2 separate regions of the Mus musculus genome follow, and region 1 is linked to region 2. A link is a contact called in public HiChIP or PLAC-seq data. All regions are on one chromosome and are shown on one strand. The core of a region is the stretch at or near the end of the contact, and the rest is flanking DNA. Distances in the headings are between cores, read along the strand shown. Region 1 has its middle 48 kb from the start of Gm39359. Region 2 overlaps Iqch (IQ motif containing H).

What was found. HiChIP or PLAC-seq counts read pairs in DNA pulled down with a chosen protein or histone mark.
Region 1: a contact with region 2 is called in an H3K4me3 HiChIP or PLAC-seq map of the SCID.adh cell line, with 4 times the contacts expected there. The contact joins two enhancer-like sites. A contact is called at or near these places in 3 of 15 datasets of contacts at CTCF or cohesin (embryonic stem cells, large pre-B cells and pro-B cells), 7 of 484 Hi-C or Micro-C datasets (the G1E-ER4 cell line, bone marrow-derived macrophages, cortical neurons and 3 more), 6 of 115 datasets of contacts at active chromatin or transcription factors (the SCID.adh cell line, T-cell acute lymphoblastic leukemia, embryonic basal ganglia and 2 more) and 2 of 9 other capture datasets (embryonic stem cells and liver).

What each region holds. Positions count from the first base shown.
Region 1 is chr9:63,840,881-63,846,238 of GRCm38.p6, forward strand. No RefSeq gene overlaps it. Among named protein-coding and RNA genes, the nearest start is that of Gm39359, 48 kb to the left of the region's middle. Within about 2 kb of position 2,816, at least 6 of the 459 cell types and tissues checked have an H3K27ac peak or open chromatin away from gene starts, as enhancers often do. A contact at or near this core is called in the SCID.adh cell line, where this site is marked.
Region 2 is chr9:63,502,656-63,507,875 of GRCm38.p6, forward strand. The region is part of intron 13 of Iqch (IQ motif containing H); the gene reads right to left. All of the region lies in intron 3 of Gm16759 (a long non-coding RNA gene), which reads left to right. Among named protein-coding and RNA genes, the nearest start is that of Gm39358, 60 kb to the right of the region's middle. Within about 2 kb of position 1,481, at least 19 of the 459 cell types and tissues checked have an H3K27ac peak or open chromatin away from gene starts, as enhancers often do. A contact at or near this core is called in the SCID.adh cell line, where this site is marked.

The DNA.
Region 1 (5,358 bases), core at 1,566-4,065, 340 kb after region 2:
AGGCTGGGGCCCCCAGCAGTGGCACAGGCTGGGTACACATGTCAAGAGGAACGAGCGCCTTGTCGGTTGGTGTGCAACCCAGAAAACTGCTCTTCTCTTGAGGCCTCACCTTCCACCCTCGTGGAGTCGGGTTGCCTCAAGCTACAGTGGCCACTCTCTACCCAGCCTCAAAGTGACTTCACCGAGCAGCTGCAGACGGGCTCCACTCTCCCGCACACTCCCAGGCAGGCCCATCTTGCTTGCCAGTCGCTGATAATGTGTTTTGTCAACGAGAGATTCATTTGGAAGATCTTTGAGCGTGGGATGGGAGAGTGGGTCTCAAACCTGTGCTTGAGGCCAGGGCTGGAGATGTCTATGGGCTGCGGTTCCGGGACGTGTAAGGTTGAAAGGCAATGGAGGTCTGCACATGCGTAATGAAACCTAATTTGGCTGTTACCCTTGCGGTCCACTCCTGAGAGGCGGGGCCTGCATTCTGAAGCTGAAAGGCCACTAAACAAGAGCAGGTGAGGTGGGTTAAGTCAGCAAAGTTGAGGCAGGTTTTCCTTGGGTCACCGAATCCCCCCAGGTTGTACCTGGAACGCTATTCCCGGATCCCCCTCCTTCTACGCCTGCATGGCGGCTTCCAGCCCAGCCCTCTGAGTCTCCATGAGACAAGTGTTGTAACCTAGCCCTAAGCTCCCAAACCTCTATATAAGGTGTGGGGACCTGTACACTGTTACCCGCAGCTCTTCCTGGAGTGCCCAAGTATCTGAGCACCCCCAAAGAACAGCTCTGATTCCTGTTACCCACTTTAGTGAGCTGATTGACTCAGAACGGCCCCAGGTCCCTTATTGAACAGGCATCCACGGAGCCCATCGCTGAGCCAGGGGCTGGAGAAATGTGCATTGATTTGTTCCAGGGTGCCTAGCCAACCCTTTTAGTGACTTTCCTCTGGTATCTACATGTCAGCAATCTTCCTCAGAGCATCTTGTCCCTCAGGTCTCCCCTTTAAAGCCACCTTTGAGGCTTTACCTGCTAAGGGCCTGGAAGAATCCTTCCAACTTCAGGAACTGTATCAGTCAGGGAAACTTGGTTATACTGTTGTAACAAATATCCCTTCCACTTGTGAAGCTGATCCCAGGTTTGTCTCTTGCCTGTGAGCTTTTCAGGATGGCTACAACTTGTGTTTGTTCTCATCTTGAGATGGAGACTGACCAAACAGTCATCATGTAAAACTCTGCTGTGCCCACAAGGGAGAAGATGCTACAATCCCATATTCATGATAACATGACTGAGATAAACAAATTATATGCATTTTTCCCATAATAAGACCAGAGTAAGTCACCTGAAGCCATCTAATCCCCTAACACCTTACCTGGACTAGCATTAATGTCCCTTACACATTTGTGAGCAAGGCAGTAAAAAGCCACCTCCCAAGGGCTTCAGGACAATGAGCAGACAGGCTGGGATCTGGTGTAAGAGTTGTCCAGGATCCAGGGGCAGCCTAAGGTACAGGTGAAAGATCTCCGCAGAAGGGTTGTGGTCAGCAAACACTGTGAATGGAAAGTCCTGCCTTGAGTCACATTCATCTGTGATTTGCTTTTAAAAAGATTTTGTTTATTTTATGTATATGAGTACACTGTCACTGTCTTCAGACACACCAGAAGAGGGCATCAGATCCCACTACAGATGGTTGTGAGCCACCATGTGGGGGAATTGAACTCAGGGCCTCTGGAAGAGCAGTCAGTGCTCTTAACCACTGAGCCATCTCTCCAGCCCACCTGTGGGATTTTTTTTTTTAAATGAATGGTTGATGGCAGGTGTCACAGGTCCTCCTTGGCTGGATCCTTTGCAGAAAAGCTAATCTGTCTATCCTGGTTTTCTTTCTCATTGTGATGAAAATGCCCCAACGAAAACATCCCGTGGGATTAAAGATTGACTTGCTCATGAATCCGGGTTTCTTCCATCGAGGCTGGGGAACTTGAAGCAGCATGTCACGTCGCATCCACTAGAGAGCTGAGAGAGAACGAATGTGTGCACCAGACTCTCAGTTGCTTTCTCCACTCATACGATCCAGGATCCAAACCTAGGGAATGGTGCTGCCCACAGTGGGCTGGATCATCCCATCTCAATTAGCAAAAGCAAGGCAATACCCTCAACACGTGCACACAGGCCAATTGATCTAGACGGTCCCGCAGTCAAGACTCTCTTACCAGGTGATCCCACTTTCTGTCAAGTTGACAATTAAAACTATCCATCACGCTGTCTATCAAAGCTGTACTAGATTTCTCTTAGATGCCCAGCCAGAGTCTCATAGCCCACTGGGGATTGAAAGGGGCACCGGTGCCAGTCAAAAGGCGGTATGTCCCAGGGGTAAGATGGATGGGATGATATGCCATTGCTGTTTGTGTTGGAGCCCCTAGGGTTCTCCAAAGAAGCAGTGAACACACACACACACACACACACACACACACACACACACACACACACACCCTGCATTGACGGACAGGACAAGTGGGAATGACAGTGTGAAGTGATGGGGTATGAAGGTATGATGGAATGTTAACCCCGCCTTGGGAAAAGCCAAGAGTCAATCCAGTTTCCAGCAAACTTTCCCCCTCAGTTCAAAATACAGAGGTGGAAGTGCAGGATACAGATGACCTCTTGGGGGACCCTAGGGACAGAACCTGCCCAGTGTGAGGCATAGCCACCTGCCAGGGCAGTACAGACCTCAGGAGGGAAACGGACCCTGCTGAGGATCAGTGCAAGGACAGGGAGGAAGTGGCTGCTCTGGTCTGTGGAGGAGGGTGAGGCTCTGAGAGGTGAGGCTGGGACGCCTGGGGGAGGGGTAGCAGCAGAGACAGGCCACTGGTCACCTGAGGACCAATCAGTCTAAGTGTCCACAGTGACAATGGTGGATGCCTGACTCCTCCCTGTCAGTGAAGGTTCTAGAACAGGAAAGGTACCAGACTGAATGTCACTGGGCATCGATGGTGCCAACCGCTCACAAGGAGACCAGCTCCAGAGCCTACAGTTGCCTGGAGCCTCTTCCAGCAAGGGGGCTGTATGGAGACGCCTCTAATGTCCCTAGCTAGAGGTCACCTCCAACAGCGGTGCTGCAGAAAACCCGATGGAATAGACAGAGAGGTGACACCACCTGCTAGAAGATGTCATCGAGTGACCCTGGCCACTGAGGGTGGGCCTCAACCAGGTGGCACTGATGCTCGTGACTTAGATGTCCCTGAAAACAGGAACATACCTGAAGACTCACACACAGTAGGCTTGGGTCAGCATTCCAGCAGCATCTGTGGAAGGCTTAAATATCACGAGTAAAACATTCACAACTTCCCTACGGGTGCATCATTACTTCAGAATGAAAATTAAACAGTCAACCTACAGGTGAGATGGTGGCACTAGTTTGCGGAAAATACAGATGGAGTGTGTCTTTGTCTGTGTGTGAGCGCCCTCTTGTGGTGATCATGGCACAGTGCCGCACTTGACTAAATGGATTTCTTATGGATGGTGCATGAAGAAGACACCTCAATCAGCCTTTGCATCTACCCTGGGTTTCTTCTTACCTGGACCATAAAAATACTGGTGTCTTTTGTCTTTGAAGTCCCAGAAGTGCTGAGAACTATTCAAAGAACAGGCCCATTGTCTGTGCTAGTCTACAAACTAGCAATATGCTGGCTGGAAGGGCGAGACTTCTCCTGGCAGTGAGCATATCACCTTCCAACTCTAAACCTCCATGTGTACTACACTGAAGACCATGAAAAATGTCCATCCTTCCACAGGACGTAACAAGGGAAAGAGAGAACAGACCCCAGTCCATAGTCTCCAGGCAGCCACAAGTCCAGGGAAGCCTGGGTCACACCTACTGCCATGCCTGACTAGAATGAGCCCTCCTTGCTCACACATATCCTAATTTGGGAGGTGAATCATTTGTTTACTGGATGTCCAGATCTTCCCAGGAATGGTATGTCACTCACTTCTTACAGGACGTGGGGAAGAAGGCTCTCAAAAATTCTGATCCCTTGTCAGAGTAATGAGGGTAGCTCATTTAAACATCACCTCTAGCAAATCAGAGAACAAATCAGAAAGAGACGTTGGAAGTGGGAGGTGGGGTGGGAATGAAGTCATACCAAGCAGCAGGAGGCATAATGGCTGGCCATCAGGGATGCCCTGGGCTGAGGCAGAGGTGGGCCTCAGGACCCTGAGGAGGGTACAGATGAACTATCAAGAAGATAGTTAATGTTAGGGATTTTGCTTGTTGTTTTGACACAGGGTCTCATGTATCCCAGGCTAGCCTCAAAATTCACTGTGTAGCGAGGATGACCCTGAACTTCTTGATCCTCCTGCCTCCACCTCCTTAGTTCTAGACTTGCTGGTAAGCATCACCACACTGGTTTATGTGGTGGTGGAATTGAACCATGGGCTTCACGCACCCTAGGCAAACACTGTACCACTGTCTCAGCTGAGCCACATCCTTAGCCTGGGTATCAGGTTTGTGATAAGGAAAGAGAAAGCATTGTCTTGGGGAGGGGAGTCCTTTCTGAGTTCCAGGCTGGGGTTTAGCGGTGCCTGAGCTCAGCAGTCCTTGTGCATTTCAGAGTCTGTTGACCCCCAGGTTTGGTCTGTTGGGTGGATTTTTCCCCCCAGTGAAGAGGAGAACTGGAGAGATGGGAGCTTGAGGGTCGAGAAGGGTACTCTGGTCCCTGGAAGGGGATGGTTGTTTCCCTACAGAGCTGTGGGAAGTAGGAGAGTCAGGAATTCGGGGGGGGGGATGCACCTGTTTCCTGGTGTAGAGAGGGTCTTGATAGGCCAGGGGCAGGGGCCCAGGGCAGAGGATTTGGGGAACAGCTCCAAATGTGGCCAGCAGAGTGGAGAGGCCCATCAGCACCCCTTCCCCCAGCAAGACAGAGGATCAAGACCACGCCCCTTATCTGTCATCTGCAGAGGGGGGGAAGCACGAATGGATGCAGGAGACAGCATACGTCAAATGTTCATAGGACTAAGGTGGGACATGGGATGCTATGGAAACTGGCACTGTAAAAGCCTTGAGGTGGTGGTGGTGGTGGTGTGTCTGAGTCAACTCCCCTTTGAGAGTGGAGAACCACGGTCTCCAGGAGTCTCTGTAATGGCTAACAGAGCACTCCTGGCACTTTGGGCAGCTGCCTTTCTGTGGCCTTCACTGAAAAAGAACTTGTGGATTTGCCAAAGAGCATGCATACGTTTGTGGTGCGCTGAGAACTCGCATTCCCAGCCGCTAAGCTAATGCTATATAAGGGGCCATCTATGAAGGACTGAAAGAAACTCTAGAATCTTCTCATAGCAGGCGTGCTGTGATCAGACGACACCTGTGATCCCAGCTTTCAGGAT
Region 2 (5,220 bases), core at 231-2,730:
CTAGATTCCATAAGCCCATTTCTTTATGTATTAGAACTAGAGTGAAAAAATTACCTGGATGCTAGAGTTGCTCCAAGGATGAAATACGATCATGAAATGAATAACATTGGGAAAATAATAAAAATGATAGTAATAGTAATTTTTAATAGAGAAAACCTTCTTAAAAATAAAACAATTAAAATGTCATGCTGATAATACAGTGTAAAGGTACTGGATCCTTAAGGGAATTCAAGGGGTTTTAGAAGGTAGCACCTTGCATAATTTTAAGGAAATTTATGTAAACACAGAAATGTGAATGACTGTGTTTAAGAATATCCAGTGCATCTGTTCATAAATGCTTTCTGGATCTATAACTTCCAAGTGTGTGACAAGAGATATGAGCTAGAAATCAGTCTTGAATGAATCTGCAACTTGCTGGGTGATTTAGAGCAGGACTGCTTCAAGTTTTTCCTGCTTGTCATCCCTATTCCCAGGAGAAACTTTATGCAACTCCAAGCATTTATAAAATAGTTATACAAATCAAACTTGTATTAATAATAAATCAAAATTTTATTTTGAAAGTTATTTGGTGTATATATATAATTTTATCACTTATTAAAGATAAAAGCAAATTCATATACTAATGAGATTATATGCTTGTCCATTTTTTATAAAAAATTAAGTCTTGGGGAATATGCTGCAAGGCATAGAACATTTTCACTATTTTCTCAGAGTTTATCAATATTTTCATTTTATTGTCATCAATGTTGAAAATGCTACTTTGCATAAATACAAAATACCAAAAATGTTCATAGGGACATTTCAGAAATTATTATCCCAAGCCAAAATTAAATGAAAGATTTTTAAAACTATGACTCAACAACTCAGCAGCATTTTAAACACATTTTTATTAGTGTGTGTGCCTTATGTGCAGAGTGTTTGTTTCTGCAGGGACCCGTGGAAGGCAGAAGAGCTCATGTGATCCCCTCAGACGGGAGTCAGAGGTGCTTGTGAGCCGCCGGGTGGATAAGGAACCTAACCCGGGTCTTCTGGAAGAGCAGTCAGCTGAGCTGTCTTTCCAGTCGCTGACAGCAATTTTAAAGATCAGTCTAACAGAATGCAGTGCAGAGACACAAGTTTGATACTTACTTGCTGGGGAATGATGGTAGGAAAGTATCAAATGTCTTTGATTTCTGTAATTAAACCATATTCCTATAAAAGCAGGAAAATTTGTATGTACAGTGTGTTTGTTAGTTTTTGTTTGCTTAACCCAAGCTAGAGTCATCTGGGAAGAGAAACCTCAACTGAGGAAATGCCCCCATTAGATCGGCCTGTGGGTAAAGGCATGTTCTTGATTGAAGATGGATGTGAGAGGCCCACACTGCTGCTCCTGCAGAGGACCTGGGTTAGTTTCCCAGCAATCACATGGTAGCACACAGCTGCCTCACTGGGGGTAATGCTGCATTGGGCAGGTGGTCCCGACTTGTATGAAAAAACAGGCTGGGGCAAGTCATAGAAAGCAAGCCAGTCAGCAGGTGTCCTCTATGATCTGTTTCAAGCTCACCCAGGTTCCTGCCTTCACTTCCTGCACTGATCTTCTTCATGATAGACTCTAAGTTCTACAATAAAATAAACCCTTTCCTCTGCACATTGCTTGTGGGCAGTGCTTATCATAACAATAGAAACTTTAAGACATAGAGTAAAAACACTGTAATTCATAATACACCTTGGTCTCCAGATGAGAAGAGGTATTTTAGGCAGTGTTCGATAGCACTGTTTGGGACTGGAGGATGGCTCAGTAGTTAAGAGCACTTGCTGCTCGTATAGAGGACCCGGGTTAGGCCCCCAGCAATCACATAGGAGCACACAACTGCCTGAAACTCTGGCTTCAGTGGATCTAACGCCCTCTTCTGGATTCAGTTGGCAGCAAGCACAGATGAGACACAAAGACATACGCAGGCAAAACATGCAAACACATAAGCAACACAAAAAACCAAGTTTCAGTTTGTTTATGAAGGCATGTAAAGTGCAGAGTATACAGGTTGTGTAGTCAGCATTGAGTCTACAGGACATTTGTGCTGTGTGACATAAACAAGAGTCACTGACTTTGAATTAAGTATTGGGCACAGCGTGTTTAGCAGTATCTTGGTGTCTGTTTCCACGGATTCTCGTTCAGTTCAAGGCCTTGAGTTAAGAAGCTGAACATGGAGCACTCTGCCTTCCTGAAACTCAGCTCCTTCCTTATAGTCAAGTGTCTTTCCAGCTCTGAGAGAACTCCTAAGTAAAGCCAGAGCACTTCCATATTTATTATGAAATGTTTAAGTGCGTAAAATTTGCAGTGTGGATGTATGTAACACTACTGAACTGAACTCTTAAAAGTGGCTGCGATGGTAGAACTTTATCTTGTACTTCATCCCCCAAAAAGGGGGCAGGGGAGGAAAAACCCAGAGTTCCTCTGAGAAGATTTAGCTAATTTACTGTTGGGCCCTCCTCCACGTGAGGAAGTGAAGTCTGGGCCTCCGATCTCCCGCAGTCTAACCTCCAGTTTCTTCTGCTATTGGCACTTGGTTTCAGCTGTGCTTACTGATCGCCTGCCCCGCCTTCCCAATTGCTTTTCTCTCCCACAAATTACTTCTGTGTGGAAATATGAAACAAATAAAGCACACCCAGAACTGCCGACTTGATGTACAGCAGGAATTTGACGATAGAATAAGAAGTTCAAAGCTGGACTTGCAAAGATGACTCGGGAGAGCATTTACTGCACTTCCAGAGGACTCAAGTTTAGTTCCCAGCACCCGCACCAGGTGGCTCACAACAACTCTAACTCTAGAGGATGCAGCAACATCTTCTGATCTCAGTGAGCTCTCATTCTCTCTCTCTCTCTCTCTCTCTCTCTCTCTCTCTCCTCTCTCTCTGTCTGTCTGTCTTAAAAATAAAATAAACCCTTAAAATAGCAGCTCAAATTGTTTATCATATCATCTCTCTTTTGGTCTATATAGCAGTCCTTGCTATGTAGATGAATGATTTGTCTGACGTTATACAGCTCTGATCATAAAGTAGAGGATGTGACTCCAGTTAGCACAGCTGGTATGCCCATCCTACAAAACAAGAAGTGAAGGCCTGGGTGCTTATGAACTGTGAAGAGAGCAAAGCAGATAAAGAACCAAGTTCAAGCTCTGAGTACTTGTCCCAGCTAGGGTAGATTTCTGTCTCCTCTAGATGTACACATCTCAGTTGACAGGCATGCTCTCCTGCTCCATGTCATGTCTGGGCATGCCAGCTGTTGTCTTCAGGCACCATGACACCATGATAGTATCCTCAGTGTGTGCTTTAAGACGCAGGTGTGAGTAAGTGGTGGCAGAGGGCATGCCACCGACCTGAGGTCTTGTGAAGCCATTAAGAGAAAATCTGCTTCATCAGTTCTAGACGGGAGATTATCCTAGATGACAAAGGTCTAGACTGTTCCTAATTCCCTTCCTTATGGCTAGTTTTCTTTACCACCACTTGTTTCTTATTTTTGACCTGTGACAATGAATGCCTTCCGAAACATAAAAATACTCCAAAATTGGCATGATGACTCTCGCACACTTACAAGCACACTTACCATTACAAATCTTAGCTTTATATAGTAACTTTGAGAGATGCACAAACAGATTTTTGGCATGCTTTAAAAAAATCTCCTCAAAGCCATCCATTTGAATGAAAATCAGCACTGACACAATCTCTCAGACCCATTAAAAAGAAATAAAGCAATAGCTAAACAGGAGCAGAACTGATTTGAAAGGGGGAGCTTAATTTTTGTGTTTTAAAAAGTTGATTGCCTATGAGAGATTAATCACTCAAATAATTTGAATTTAAGCTTCAAGCGGCAATATTAAGCACTTCAAATCTGCATACCTGTCTCTGCCAACCAGGATGCAGACCTGCCACTGCCATGGCTGGAGCTCATGCTGTCAAGGGTGCTGCTACTTGGCTCTAGCTTGGAAGTGGAAAGGCCACTGCCAGGGCAACCTTGTCGGGGAGAGACGTGGGGAGCACTCTGGAATTACCCAGTCCATCCCCTGTCTCATATGAAGAACAGAGGACAGGAACACTAAAAGAGGCTTGCCCAAGGTCACTGGGTCATCCACAAATAAAGCAGTTATCCCAGTGTGTAACCGTGACCTACAGGAGACAGACTGTGGTTCACAATCTGGTCCTACTATGGACACTGAGCTAGAAAATGAGTTTTGGTTTCTGTAGCCATAAAAGAACAGCAATGATTTCAGTGCTGCCACATTGTATAAAACTCAAATGAAAAATGCATGCCAAGAATCCAATAAGTGTTACTTTACCTACCTACCATCCTCACCACAAATCCCCCTTTCTGCTCAGTGCCTATTCCATTTCAGATATGCACACACGCTATTGGCAGCCAGCAGGTGTGAACGTGAGTTTCTGCCTCTGAGAATAGCAACAGTTTAACCACAAATGGTTTTTGGTGTTTTTCTTCTTTGCTTCCTAACATCCATATCAATTGTGTCATCGAGGGCATGAGATAGGCAGGAAGCACCAGAGATCCTGCACTTGATGGAGGGTCTGAGAAGACCCCAAGTGTATAAGGATGTTGTGATAGTTTGTGCTTCTCCTCCCTCTCCGCAGCAGGATGTGCCAGTGAGGCAGAGCTGAGCAGAACACTGTGGGGACTGCTGAGGTGTCCTCGGGTGAGATGCTGCTCTGGATAAAAGAGGGGCCGCTAAAGGCGCTTCACAAGCATGTACACAGCTGAAGGCTACAGCAGCATCCCCTCCCGAAACCCCTGCTGCAACTTCCTCAGGTTCAACCTCCCTCCCACTAGTTTCTCTGCTAATCGGTAGAGCACCGAGTATGGGGTGCCTCATCTATGAATGGAGAGTGTTATCTGCTGGCAAATGCAATCTTCCTTTTTTGAAACCAACTTCAAAATGGGATAACAGAAAGGGTTGGGGGAGTTGAGGTCTGGTTAGAATGTGAGAAGTCCCATTCAGCTCATCTGCTGTGCTGCCATCTACTAGGACTCTGCCTCGTGGTTCCAGCGACCTCTCAGCAGCTCTTTCCATCCACTATAAATCAGTACATTAAAATGTGAGCCTTGTTCATACAGAACCATGTGATGTGGAACATCAAGGCCACTTTCCCTAAAGGAATAAAAATATGGACTAACGAGGAATGCCTATGTGAACGTCAGAAACTGGAGGCCCTGATCCACACTCTGTCCCTGAG